Linked DNA regions of Oryctolagus cuniculus: region 1 is linked to region 2. The links are chromatin contacts, called in public Micro-C maps. All regions are on one chromosome and are shown on one strand. The core of a region is the stretch at or near the end of the contact, and the rest is flanking DNA. Distances in the headings are between cores, read along the strand shown.

Evidence for each region. A called contact is a pair of places that touch in the nucleus more often than the background predicts.
Region 1: a contact with region 2 is called in a Micro-C map of ear pinna, with 9 times the contacts expected there. The contact joins the promoter of MTMR6 here to the promoter of MIPEP in region 2. A contact is called at or near these places in 2 of 6 Hi-C or Micro-C datasets (ear pinna and an unstated tissue).

The regions. Positions count from the first base shown.
Region 1 is chr9:95,306,779-95,313,950 of mOryCun1.1, forward strand. MTMR6 (myotubularin related protein 6) reads right to left here and starts at 2,493. Exons shown (of 14, transcript XM_008259900.4): 1 at 2,239-2,493. The coding sequence starts at 2,262.
Region 2 is chr9:94,656,208-94,663,349 of mOryCun1.1, forward strand. MIPEP (mitochondrial intermediate peptidase) reads right to left here and starts at 2,084. Exons shown (of 19, transcript XM_002712797.5): 1 at 1,763-2,084. The coding sequence starts at 1,951. It overlaps C1QTNF9 (C1q and TNF related 9), which reads right to left. Exons shown (of 3, transcript XM_051850714.2): 3 at 5,990-7,142. The coding sequence ends at 6,450.

The DNA of each region.
Region 1 (7,172 bases), core at 1,243-3,742, 650 kb after region 2:
TCATCTGTCAATGGAGATAAGAATACCCAACTGACAGCATTATTTAACATATTAATGATAATACTGTATTACTGTGAAATCATAATATTGTATAACTAGTTATACTGACACCTAAATTGCTCAACAAATGGTAATGATTAGTTCCCAAAAACAACTGTCTGCAAACAGAACACGTTACTAAGTAGTCATATCACATTACACAGGCAATCCTTGACCCAACTACACAGAATTCAAAAAGGTAATAAAGCTAAAGCAATTCATTTTGGGTTTTGAAATACTTACAATTATTTCTGCAACAAATTAACTATGTCCAGGTGAAGGTTATGTGTAATGGAAACAAAAAGTTGACTATCTTCAGCTCAGTATTTTAAGAATAAGTTACTTTCCCAACAGATCAATTTTTTAAGGAAAAAAGTTACAGACCACACAATTATCAGAATGCATTAGGAGGTCCACACCCTAACTTGTTGTAGACCCAGTGTCTGTACAGTACCTGGTACATAACTGGTACCTTTCCAATATTTGTTTAATTGTAGTCTACACACACCCACATGAGATTATTCCAGAGTAGTGATCTAATGCTAGAGAAACAACCCACAGTAATAAAGGAGTACACTTGAAGACTTTAAAAGAAAATTAGTTAAAAAAAACTCTTAATCTTTATAAAGGTACAGAAGAGCCTTACTAAAGCACCAACATGGGGCCCCTGGAAAAAGACAAGGACAAATCAGAGTTGACTGAGGAAAAATCCAACAATTGGTACTTAAAGAGGAACATCCGACCCATGGAAAGTCACCAGTGACCATCTTCAAGGAGTAGCTAAGAGAGGCTACAACTATCAAAATAAAAACAAAGATATATTTTCCTCAGAAGTTGAGGGAGGAAAGATTCAATAAGGGGGCCCTAAAGATTTCTCAGCAGTCTGGGCTCTCTTTTATCATTCACCTAGGAATAGGGTCTGTTGAAGTTGATTGCATTCAATTCACTTTTGTTGGCTTTCTACTGTGTGCTGTGCACTGTAGCAAGCGCATGAGATGAAAATCAGCGGCACACAGCTACTGCAAAACGCACACCTGCGATCCTGAGACCAGGATGCCAACTTGATCCGGGCTCACTCTAGTCTTCGTTTCCATCTTCTCACTCTCTACTGGTGTGGTCGCTTACTTGATCACTCTGCTACCTTCAAATTTTAAGTGCCAGCAACTTGAATGCTAAAGTTACTTTATCTTGCTTCTCTTAAAAACAAAGCTTTTTTGGGGGAGGGGAGGAATTAGTTTTGGGCATGTAATTTTACTAGGCATAGTATACTCAACGTTGAAAACAAGCCCTAATAAAAATCCACACACACCTTAGATGAGAAGAGTTTCTGAAGATACAGATTTCAGATTCTCCTTGGAACAGCGAAGACAGCCTGCGCCCGCTAGTTCCCTGAACGCAAGCTAACTTTAAGATGCGCAGCACCCGACGGCCAGTTCGGGCTTTGGCAAAACACGGAGAGTCCAGCACTCGGGCTGCGTCCTCCGCCGCATTTTGTTACGCTCCCTGCCATCTTACAATAATGACACTCAATTCTTCTGCCTTTGATGTCTGTGTTTCTCCCTCCCAAGGCTGAAGCGCATCTTAAAACGTCGCTGGAAAAAGAAATCTGGTCATATTCTGATGCTATTTCCTTCAAAAGGAATCATAACGAAGACTCGCTCGGTCTCGAAAAATGCACGTTTCACACACAAAAGTTGAGTGCGGGATTTAATGAGCTCCACGGAGTAACACTGTCCCCTCCTGCGTAACTCCCACTATGGACACCAAGGGCGACGGCTGAAGTTCGCAGCACAGACACGGGAACACCGGACCTGAACGACCCGAGACCGAGGCACGAAAGCGAGGTGCGGCGCAGAGCTGCTCCTGGCTCCGCCGAATCGCACAGCACCACCCATCTGTGACACCGGACAAAGAGACGCGGGCAAGCATCGTGAGGCTGATTCGGGAACCCACTGGGTTTTCCGGTACCGAAGCCGGCGAACGGCGGAAAGCTCCCAAAGCTAAGGCGCACTCAGCTCCGCCCAGGAGGCTGTAAAAGCCAAGAAGGTGGCGACAGATTTTCTCGCCGGAGTGCTGAAAAACAGCCCTCCGCACCTCCTCGGCCCAAGCTGACCCCGTCCTCCCGCACCAGGCCCCGCCGACTCCGGCCAGGCCCCCGGCCGCGTCAGCCTGCTCAGACCAGGAGCAGCGGCCAGTTACCTTGGTCGTCCGGATGTGCTCCATCTCGAGGAGACGTCTGCCGGCAGCGGGCCTCACAGGCGCACCATGAGCCGACAGAAACCGGGCGGCGACAGCTACCCAGGACCAGCAGGAACTCGCTCAGCCGGCCAGCGCCTACATCCGTCAACCCGCCCGGGGCGGTGTCCACGGCGCAGGCGCGGTCGGCGAGCGCCGTCTCCTAGTAACGCTTCCCCAAACCCGGTGGCCGCCGAAGAGATCGCGGGGCGGGAGGGCGGAGCGGCCGCTGGAAGAGAGCGACGCCCTGGGTTGTTGGGGGCTTCGGCAGATTCCACAGCGCCCCCTTGCGCGTGGAGGACTCACACGCTCACCAACCCCTCCCGGGTGTGGTTCGTTGTCTGGCCAGAGAAGCCCCCGCCAGGACCCACGCTTCTCCCGGTTCGAGGATGGATCCGGAGGGAAGGGCATCTGGGACATGAGGACGAGGCTGGATGTCTCTGAAATCCGTCACCGTGCCAGCGGGCAGCACCAAAGTAGAAGCTTTAGTTCGAGTTGCGATTCTACTCATTGGCATTTATTTTAAGGCAATAATCAGGTTCAACAAATGCTCCCATGCGATAGGATTAGTTACGTAATTCTGTATTCATTCAGTAGTAATAGCATCCCATAAAGATCATCCTACAGGACTATCCCTTAAAAAACGCTGGTGCTGTATCAGTGGGGGATGGGGGCCTCTCGGCTACAGTGTGATGGCACTTGGTTAAGTTTACGTTTTGAGATGGTAGGATGGACTGTACAAGACTGCTGTAATTCCTCTAACATAGTGTTTCTCGGCCTGCAGCAAGATCTGAGGACAGTTCTGGTTGTCACATGGTGGGTTAGGTGGGGGCCAGAACTGCTGCCGAGCACAGAGCAACGCCCCGGACCAAGAGCTGTCCTGCCCAGGAGACTGGTGCAGACGTGGGCGATCCCTGCTGCGGACTTCTGGGCGTTCTGCACCCAGCAGTTTCACTTTTGTGATTTCAAAATGTGAGGAAGGACGTTATCACACCATCTTTCTTTTTTAAAAAAAGAAAAAGTTTATTTATTTATTTGAAATTCAGAGTTACACAGAAAGGAGGAGAGGCAGAGAGAGAGAGGTCTTCCACCTTCTGGTTCACACCCCATTTGGCCACAAAGGCTGGAGCTGAGCCCTGTGCTGATCTGAAGCCAGGAGCCAGGAGCTTCTTCTGGGTCTTCCACGCAGGTGCAGGGGTCCAAAGACTTGGGCCATCTTCTACTGCTTTCCCAGGCTACAACAGAGAGCTGATGGGAAGTGGAGCAGCCGGGACTCAAACCGGTGTCCAGTAGGATGCCGGCACTGCAGGCCATGGCTTTACCCGCTACACTAGAACAAAGGCCCCTACTCCATCTTTCTTACTATAGTTGGTGTTACCAACACCTCTCTAATTTTTACATTCTAGGTAAAAAAAGATTTTTTTGTTTCATTTTACATCAAGTGTTCTTGGTATTGTCTTGTTTTGAGTACCTCCATGGAGATGCCTGATAAACACAACAGGTTTTTTGGTGGCCTAGCTAACCCCTGTAAGGTAAATGTGTAACAAGGATAAGACTGAACTACCTACAGTTTCTGCCCAGTATCACATCTAAAATACACACACACACACACACACACACACAAATCCTGCGTGGTGGAGGGTCAAGGGAAACACTGAAAAATAATTTTTCAGAAACAAAATGACATGAATTCTATTGTATAACATAGAGAGTTCTTTGATAAAATCTCTCCCAAAAGTCTGTATGTTCCTTTTCCCATGTATGCCATATATGCCAGGCTCCTCTTTCTTATCTTTTGCTGTTCTGTTGGTTTCCTTCCTCTGACCAGTTCTCATAGAGAGATAATGATAACTTGGTTGGCTAACACCAAGTGATATCAAGTGACCATGAGAGTACCAAATGCATATGAGGAAATACTATTATTTTCCTCACTTTAAAGATAAGAAAAGTGAAAGGCAATGAAGTTAAGTAACTTGCAGAAAGCATAGATCCATGATATGAAAACAGACAGTCTGACTCTAGAATCTGTAATCTTTTTTTTTTTTTTTTTTGATAGGCAGAGTGGACAGTGAGAGAGAGAGACAGAGAGAAAGGTCTTCCTTTTCCGTTGGTTCACCCTCCAATGGCCACCGCGGCCGGCGTGCTGCGCTGATCCGATGGCAGGAGCCAGGTACTTATCCTGATCTCCCATGGGGTGCAGGGCCCAAGGACTTGGGCCATCCTCCACTGCACTCCCGGGCCACAGCAGAGAGCTGGCCTGGAAGAGGGGCAACCGGGACAGAATCCGGCGCCCCGACCGGGACTAGAACCCGGTGTGCCGGTGCCGCAAGGCGGAGGATTAGCCTAGTGAGCTGTGGCGCCAGCCAATCTGTATTCTTTTTTTAAGACTTTAAATATAGTATTTATTTTCTTAATACGACCAGAGGCTTATATTTTATGACAAATCAGCCCCATGCTGTTTTGCTGGGTGGCTCCTAAATGCATGATGTATGATGAATATTCCCAAGGAAGCTTTTGTATAATACTCACTTGTGATTCTTAATTTTTTTATTTTATTTGGTAGGTAGAGTTGTAGACAGTGAGAGACAGAGAGAAAGGTCTTCCTTCCATTGATTCACTCCCCAAATGGCCCCTACAGCGGGCGCTGAGCCAGTTCTGAAGCTAGGAACCAGGTGCTTCTTCCTGGTCTCCCATGCGGGTGCAGGGACCCAAGCACTTGGGCCATCTTCCACTGCCCTCCCAGGCCACAGCAGAGAGCTGGACTGGAAGAGGAGCAACTGGGACCAGAACCCGGCGCCCATAAGGGATGCTGGCGCCACAGGCAGAGGATTAACCTAGTGAGCCACGGCACAGGCCCCAAATGTTTTTAAATTTTTATTTAATAAATATAAATTTCCAAAGTACAACTTTTGTATTATAGTAGCTTTTCCCTCCATAACCTCCCTCCCACCCACAACCATCCCATCTCCCACTCCCTCTCCCATCCCATTCTTCATCAAGATTCATTTTCAATTATCTTTATATACAGAAGAGCAATTTGGTATATACTAAGATTTCAACAGTTTACCCACACACAGGTAAATAAAGTATAAGTACTGTTTGAGTAGTAGTTTTACCATTAATTCACATAGTACAACACATTAAGGACAGAGATCCTACATGAGGAGCAAGTGTACAGTGACTCCCAGTGGTGATTTAACAATTGACACTCTTATTTATGACATCAGTAATCACCTGAGACTCTTGTCATGAGCTGCCAAGGCTATGGAAGCCTCATGAGTTCACACACTCCGACCTTATTTAGACAAGGCAATAATCAAAGTGGAAGTTCTCTCCTCCCTCCCTTCAGAGAAAGGTACTATCTTCTTTGATGGCCTGTTCTTTCCGCTGGGATCTCACTCACAGAGATCTTTCATTTAGGTTTTTTTGTTTGTTTGTTTGTTTTGTTTTGTTTTGTTTTGTTTTTGCCACAGTGTCTTGGCTTTCCATGCCTGAGAAACTCTCATGGGTTTTTTAGCTGGATCTGAATGTCTTAAGGGCTGATAGAATCTGTATTCTTAAGAACCATTCTGTTTGATTTGCTTTCCAAAATCCATACCAAAGTTCCATTTATGGCACTATGGTAAATCAGGAAATCTCCCTGCCTTTATGAAAAATAAAATAATGGACAACATGTAAATCAATCAATTATATAAGCATCAAATAACTGACAAGATAGTGAACACTTACAGGTGCAAAATAAAAAGGAAAGCATATGCACGGAGATTAAGCAAGCACGAAGCAGAAGCTGATGCTTTAAGTGGGCCATTTCCAAGTCAGGTGAATTTATTCTTTTTTTTTTTCAAGATTTATCTATTTATTTGAAAGGCAGAGTTACAGAGAGGTAGAGGCAAAGAGAGAGAAAGAGAGAGAGGTCTTCCATCTGCTGGTTCACTCCCCAGCTGCAATAGCTGGAGCTATGCCGATCTGGAGCCAGGAGCCCCCTCCGGGTCACCCACATGGTTGCAGGGACACAAGGGCTTGAGCCATGCTCCACTGCTTTCCCAGGCTACAGCAGAGAGCTGGATCAGAAGTGGAGCACTCAGGACCTGAACCAGAGCACATATGGGACGCTGGCACTGCAGGCAGCAGTTTACCCAATATGCCACAGCGCCGGCCTCTCCTCTCTGTCTTGATACCAGTCTGGGATATGAAGTTCAGAAGTCAAAGTCAATGGAGAATCCAATGGGAGATCCCTCCCACACATGGCCAGAGCCAGAAGGAAACTCAGCCAATCAGATCCCACCTGGTAAGACTGCAAGGCAGTCAGCCTTGATATTGAGAAAAGTGGGATGTCTAAGACAATCCTGAAGAGGCCTGTAGACAGATTTGCAACCTGGAGTCTTACCTATGTAATCTCAAAACCTCAAGCTGGAAATGTGGTTTATGTGGTTGGGATTAATCTTTCTTAGCAACTTTACAGCAGCAAATATAAATCCTTTTTGGTAGAATATGCTTTTATAATAGGCCTCAAATAACTCTCACAATTACATTAATTTTCTAAGGAAAATTAAAATTAAGTCACAAAACTAACCAGCACAAAAGAAAGCAATTCTTAAGAGACAGTCAGCGGCCAGCGCCACGGCTCACTAGGCTAATCCTCCGCCTTGCGGCGCCGGCACACCGGGTTCTAGTCCTGGTCGGGGCGCAGAACCAGATTCTGTCCCGGTTGCCCCTCTTCCAGGCCAGCTCTCTGCTGTGGCCAGGGAGTGCAGTGGAGGATGGCCCAAGTGCTTGGGCCCTGCACCCCATGGGAGACCAGGAGAAGTACCTGGCTCCTGCCATCGGATCAGCTCGGTGCGCCAGCCGCAGCGCACCAGCCGCGGCAGCCATTGGAGGGTGAACCAACGGAAAAGGAA
Region 2 (7,142 bases), core at 834-3,333:
CAAATAATGCTAAAAAAAAAAAAAAAAAAAAAAAACTACGCCGTGGGCAAGCATCTGGCACATCCCATCCTGGAACGCCGGGGCTGGAGTCCCGCTCCACTCCTAATTCCAGCTTCCTGTCGATGCGCACCTGGGAGGCAACAGGTGACGGCTCGGGTACCTGGATCCCTGCCACCCACACGAGAGACACAGACTGAATGCGTGCCTTGGTTTCTGGCTTTGGCCTGAACCCAGCTCCCGCTGCTGTGGACACCTGGGGAGTGACCCAGCAGACAGAAGCTTGCTCTCTCTCTCTGCCTTTCAAATTAAAAAAAAAATTTTTTTTCCAAGAATTTTTTTTACCTACATAACCATTTTTTCAAGGCAAAAGCCAAAAGTCTGATTATCAGTACCTGAAATCTTGATGCACCGAAGAAAAAGCAATAATTATATATTTCACCCACCTGGACCAGGCCTACCCTCCCCGTCTTCCTGCTGAGTACCCACAGGTAGCTCCCCTCGCATCAACCATGCAAATACCAACATGATCTACTGCCACAGACACTGGAGCAGCAAATTTCACACAAAGAGAACCTTAGAGCTAGTAATGGAGATAAAATACAAAACATACCGCCTAGCACCCTGCGTTATCTCCTACACTCTTTATAAGGCAATGGTATAATGAGATTAGTTATGAAGGCAAAAAAGTAGCCTTCAGTCTAAAATAGGCAAAATGGACACCGAAATAAAACAAGAACCAAAAAAGTCAATCCAGGCACTTCCTAGGGTAAGAATCAACATGACCAGGAAATCAGACGCCTAGCAACAGGGTTTTGCTCTTAAAAGCAAACAAAGGGCCCGCCACTGTGGCTTAGTGGGTAAAGCCACCACCAGCAGTGCAGGCAACCCATAGGGACGCCGGCTCGAGTCCGGCTGCTCCACTTCCAATCCAGCTCTCTGCTGTGGCCTGGGATAGCAGTGGAGGATGGCCCAAGTGCTTGGGCCCCTGCAACCGCGTGGGAGACCCGGAAGAAACTCCTGGCTCCTGGCTTCACATCGGTGCAGCTCCAGCTGTTATGGCCAATAGGGGAGTGAACCATCAGATGGAGGACCTCTCTCTCTCTCTCTGCCTCTCCTCTCTCTGTGTAACTCTGACCTTTCAAATAAATAAATATGTGTATATATATAAATTCCTGACTCCTGGCTTCAGATCAGCGCAACTCAGGCCGTTGGGGCCAACTGGGGAGTAACCAGCGGATGGAAGCCCTTTCTCTCGCTCTCTCTCTCTCTCTCTGACTTTCAAATAAATCAGTCTTAAAATATATATATATAGCAAACAAGGAAGTCCAAAGTTCTGAAAGAATGGGTTATCGGGTGCCCGAACCTCGGGCGTCAGTGGAGTTAGTCCGACACCACCGAGGTCCACCGAGGCCTTGCTGACACGACGTGACACCGGCTGCGACCTCGCAGGAGACCCCTTCCTTCAGAGGCAGCGGGAGAGCGGGAGCAACACCCAACTCCAGCAGGCGGCGCCGAGGCTCAGGGGTCCCGCAGAGGCGATCCCTGCACCCCGCACTGCGCCGAAAAGTTCACTCAGGCCGCCCCGCCCAGCTCCCTTATCCGCAAGGTCGCTAGGGCTGCACACGATACGCCCCCCGGACAACGGTGCGGTGTCCAGCTCTGCCCAGACCCAAACGACCTTGCCCGGATCGCCGCTGGCCGCAGAATAAGGGGACCGCCCGAGTGTGGGGACACAAGGGGCGCTTCCTGCGGCGCCGCTCACCCGGCGCTCGCCGAACAGGTCCAGGCGGAGACCCTGGGGCTTGACATTGAAGGCGGCGCCCACCGGGGACCAGCTGGTGCTGACCCTCCGGGCCCAGAGCCCGGCTCCGAAGCTGCCCTGGCCTGCTCGCCTGGGCCGCAGAGCCCCTACTCCGGCGCTGAGGCGGCCCAGCCTCTGGGTGCACAGCATCGTGGAGCTAGAGGGGCCCCCGGCCGCCGCGCTGCAGCTCTCGCAGGGCACACGCTCTCCGCGTTTCCAAGGTAGCGGCTCACGCCGCACCACGTGACGCCCGCGCTTCCGGGTCAGGGCGCGAGGCCGTCAGGACGTGGGCAAGAGCGTCACCCCGCCGCTTTTTAGGCAACTTCTGGTGAACGACGCCCCCGTGTGGCTGGAATAAGGAACGGTGAGTGTTGGCCGGTCCTGCCCACGTGACTAGCGGGGGATTGAGAAGAGTCTTATTACTAAACATTCGAATTCTTCCTGAAGCAGGAATCCAAGAGAATGCAGCCTTGCATTCTGAGCTCTTGGTGCCTTCCCCGACATGACTTAGTGACAAGGTCTGTGGCCCGACCCGGGGTCGCGGACACGCCATCTTGTCAGTCCGTCCAGTTCACCTGTCTACACTTGAATGATGGTCCACAATGTGAGTGCACGTGAGTTAGGGTTGTGTGCAGCAGAGTGAATTAACTAGCCGTGAATCTTCGTCTATTGGGGTTTGTAAAATTATAATAATTTACAATATAAATTAGTACAGGGAGTGGGCCTTGAGCCTAGAGGTGAGGTCATGTGCGTCTCGTGTCAGTACCTGGATTCCATTCCCACCCCATTCCCCAACAAACCCCCCACACCCTCACTCTTGACTCCAGCTTCCTGCCACATTGGAGACCCGGACTGAGACCCCCTGGCCATTGCAAACATTTGAGAAGTGAACTGCCAGAACAGACCTCTTTCTCTGCCTTTCAAATTAAATAATACACACACACACACACACACACACGATTTTGCCAAACTTCAATTAACAACAGGTGAACGAAGATGGGGCAGAAGGGAGGGAATGTATTAGGAAATTGTGTTTGGAGGCCTTACAATGAAAGAGAAGGCTGTTTGGGGAAGACTTCTGGAAATTTCCATCAGCCCCAGTCTCTTTTAAATGAGTGAAAAATCACGCTAGACTTGAATGCAGAGTGCTCTGTGCTTGGACAAGCTCTGGCTGTGCCCCAGAGACCTGCCACGGGCATCTCAGGGGGCCAGGACCAGCCCCTTGAAACTGTTATTTCTGCAGAAGTGAAGCTGGTGGAGTGGGTGGGAACCAGGAGACCCAGGAAAATGGGCAGAAAGGAGCGCATTAGCGGGGAGCTGGGTGGAGCAGCCAGGACTTGAACTGGTGTCCTTTTGGGATGCCAGTGCTGCAGACAGCTGCTTAAGCCTCTGCACTACAACACCAGCCCGTGGAGATTACGTTTTCAACACATGAAATTTGGGAGACACATGTAAGCCACAGCACGGCCCTTACATTCAGATCATATAAGGAACTAGAAAATTCTGGCAAGATGATTGTTTCAGACTCAAAGGATACCAGCAGACTATTTGTTTCGGCAAATTTTAGGAATGATTTGGTTTAAATGCTTAGTGTAGAAAAGTCTATAGGCCGGCGCCGCGGCTCACTAGGCTAATCCTCCACCTGCGGCTCTGGCAACCCGGGTTCTAGTCCCAGTCAGAGCGCCAGATTCTGTTCCGGCTGCTCTTCTTCCAGTCCAGCTCTCTGCTGTGGCCCGGAAAGGCAGTGGAGGAGGATGGCCCAAGTGCTTGGACCCTGCACCCACATGGGAGACCAGACCTGGCTCCTGGCTTCAGATCAGCACAGCACGCTGGCCTTGGCAGCCATTTGGGGAGTGAATCAACGGAAGGAAGACCTTTCTCTGTCTCTCTCTCTCTCTCACAATCTAACTCTGCCAGTCAAAAAAAAAAAAAAAAAAGAAGAAGAAAAGAAAAAAAAAGTCTATTATATTAGCTTAGCATATGCAATTACTTGAAGAATTAGAAAGATTGGGAGCACATGAAATTATTCAGCTCCCACACTACTGCACAACAGGCGCCTGGGGCACAGAAAGGCTAACTTCAAATTCCTCTGTCATGGCTATGAGGACAACCATATCCCTCAAGTCTTAGTCCTGGGCTTTTTCCATGGTACCATGTTGCCCCTGTCCTTGGACCTTGGACCACCTGAGTTTTTTGTTTTTTTGTTTTTTTTGTTTTTTTTTTGAGACATGAGTGGCAGTAACAGCAATACCACCTCACCAGTCTAGTTTAAGCATACAAATTGTTGGCTGCAGAGCAAAATAGTCCAGGGCTCACTCAGGCTACAGATACAGCAGGAGTTAGAAGCCTGAACAATGCCATCAGGACTGGTGCCCCCCTCAGTTTCCTGTTGCTAGAACTGAAAGCCACAGAGTGAGTTATTTGTAAAGAACAGACACTTACTGATCCCATGGCTCTGGAGACAGGGAGGTGCAAGGGCCGGCGCCAGCACATGCCCGGCATCTGATGAGGGCCTTGTGCTGCGTCATAGCACAGCAGAGGGCACCATATGGCGACACAGAACAAGTGTACCCGCTCAGGCCTCTCTTCCTCTTCTTATAAAGCCCCACCCCCACGACCTTATCTAACCCTACTATCTCCAAAAGGCTCCACTTCCCAATACCATCAGCATGTCAGGTTAGGGAATAGGTCCCCAGCAGGTGAAATGTAGGGACCCCAGTCATACCACTGTAGCTTGGGTATTTCCAGCTCTACTTGGCTTCATCCTGCAGCTCTGCAGATGAGAAAGTGGGTGCTGTCAGCTTCAAGTCTGCATCCTCCCTGTTCTGACTGCACTTGACAAAGAGCAGGCCCCCCCCCCCTTTTTGGCACAAAATTGTGCCATTGCTTCTCTGACAGGATCAAGTGCCATCTCGCAGAAGTCACCATGGCTGCTGGAAGGTGCTGTTCTGATCACCGGTCCTGACCCAGAGATTCAAGTTTATACCATTTGGAAGACTTGACCAGAAAGTGGACATTAGGATATTGTACTAGAAGGAAGAGAAATCTATGGTATCGATTCAAATAGGAAACATTAGGGCATGCATTTGATATAGCAGTTAAGACCACTTGGGAGGCCCACGTCCCATACTGGAGTTGCCTACATTCAAGTCCCAGCTCCTGTTCTGATTTCAGCCTCCTGCTAATGCCGTACTTGGGTCCCTACCACGAACGTGGGAGGCCCGGATTGGACTGAGTTCGAGGCGTCTTGCTTATACTTGGTCCAGCCCTGGCTGCTGTAGGCATCTGGGGAGTGAACATCAGATGGAGAGATTCTCTCTCTCTCTCTCTCCCTCAAACAAACAAAATGGAAACAAAACAAGAAATGTCCACTATAGTCATGAAGGAAAACTTTCCCTTTGAACCTACTCTCTTAGTAAATCCACCCCTATTCTGCACTTCTAACTATAACTCTGACATCTTGGTCCAGTAGCTACTTCTCTCCTTTGTACCTCATTTTAAAACTTTTAGCGAGGTACACAGTGAAAAAAAGGCTAATGGAATTTTTGCGGCTGGATTCTGGACTTCTTAGGAACTCATGATTCCTTTGATCCTCCAATTATCCCTTCTTGGAATGGGGCTGCCTGCCCTATGCCTGGCCCTTCACTGAATTGTGAAAGCGGGTAGCTTTCATGGTTGCACGCATTCCCAAGTGGAGAGCAATTTTGCTGCAGGAGGAAAATCATACAATAGGTCTCAGTGGCTTAAAGGGCAAGATTTAGGACTTTAAGTTGATGACAGGCAGATGAGATTTTTGGATTTAGAGTTGATGTTGAAATAGTTTAGACTTTTGGGGGGATGTTGGGATAAGGGGAATGTATTTTGCACACGGAAAAGGGAGCGGACACAGGAGGGCAGCTTTGGGGGGCAGGCACGGGGGCAGATGGCTGTGGGTTGAACTGTGCCTCCCAGAAAGATACAGTGAAGTTGTAACCCTCGGTGTCGGTGAATGCGGCCTTTGGGCCTTCGCGGATGTCATCAGGTCCAGCAGCCCAAGCTGGACGGTTGGCTGGCTTGAATGGCAGTGAAGGTCCATGTTAGAGAACATTCGGGAAGCGTCTGCAGCTGACTGGAGCATCTCACCACCCCCAGCTTAACGCTCTCAGTAGTCACGGAGGGGAGCAAACATTTTCTTTTCCACAGAATCTGTTTTAGTAATCTCAGTTTGATAGATTTATTTGAAAGGCAGAATTACAGAGAGAAAGGGGAAAACAGAGAACTCTTCCATTCACTGGCTTACTCCCCAAATGGCCTTGAAGGTTGGTGCTAGGCAAGGCCAAAGCCAGGAGTTGGAGCTCCACCCAGGTCTCCCACGTGAGTAGCAGGAGCCCAAATACCTGGGCCACCTTCCGCTGCTTTCCCAGATGCATTATCAGAGACCTAGAGCGGAAGTGGAGCAGCTGGGACTCGAACCAGCACTCATATGGGATGCCAGCGCTGCAGGAGGGCGCTTAACCCTCTGTGCCACAGGGCCAGCCCCAGTTTTAGATTCAATTTTAGTTTTCCTGTTTCCCCTTTTTTAGGATTAATGGAGTCAAACCATCTCAGCGCATCCTCCCCCGGGGGATTCGGCCGGCCAGTGAAGCAGACGTACAAAGTCTTCTCCATCTTAGGAGCTGAACAAAAGGAAGCCGGTGAAGGTTGTGTCATCGTCCTCATCGGCAAACAAGCCATTGAAGCGCTCTCCTCCGGTCACCTGCATCCACACCTCGTCCCCCAGCTTCAGCTCCAGGACGATGCCACCGGAGGCCTGGTCCTCAGAGCTCATGTAGCCATCCTTGGTGTGCAGTACTTTCACGCCGTTTTTGACCAGGGATACCTGAACGTTGCGGGAGAAGACAGTGATGTGGTAGGTGAAGTAGTAGACCCCAGCGACGTGGCAGGTGAATTTCCCCGTGGCTACGTTGTAATGGTTGAGCTCGTTGTAGAGGATCCTGTCGAACTTGATGGGCACGTCGGAAGCCGGGAACTTGCTCAGCACGGTGAGTCCCACGGTGAAAGCACTTCGGGGCAGGACTGGGGTCTCACCGATTTTCCCTTTTTCTCCTCGCTCCCCCTTCCAGCCCCTTATTCCTCGGACTCCCGGCTCCCCCTGCGGCCCCACAGGGCCTGCTTCTCCTTTGGGGCCAGGCTTGCCTATGGGGCCTACAGGACCAGGTAAGCCATTTGGGCCCAAAGGTCCGGGGTCGCCGGTCAGGCCTTCTGGCCCCCTGGGACCCACATCGCCTTTGTCCCCCTTCTGCCCTTGCAGGCCGGTCTCTCCTTGGAGGCCTGGCTCTCCCATGGGGCCCACAGATCCCTT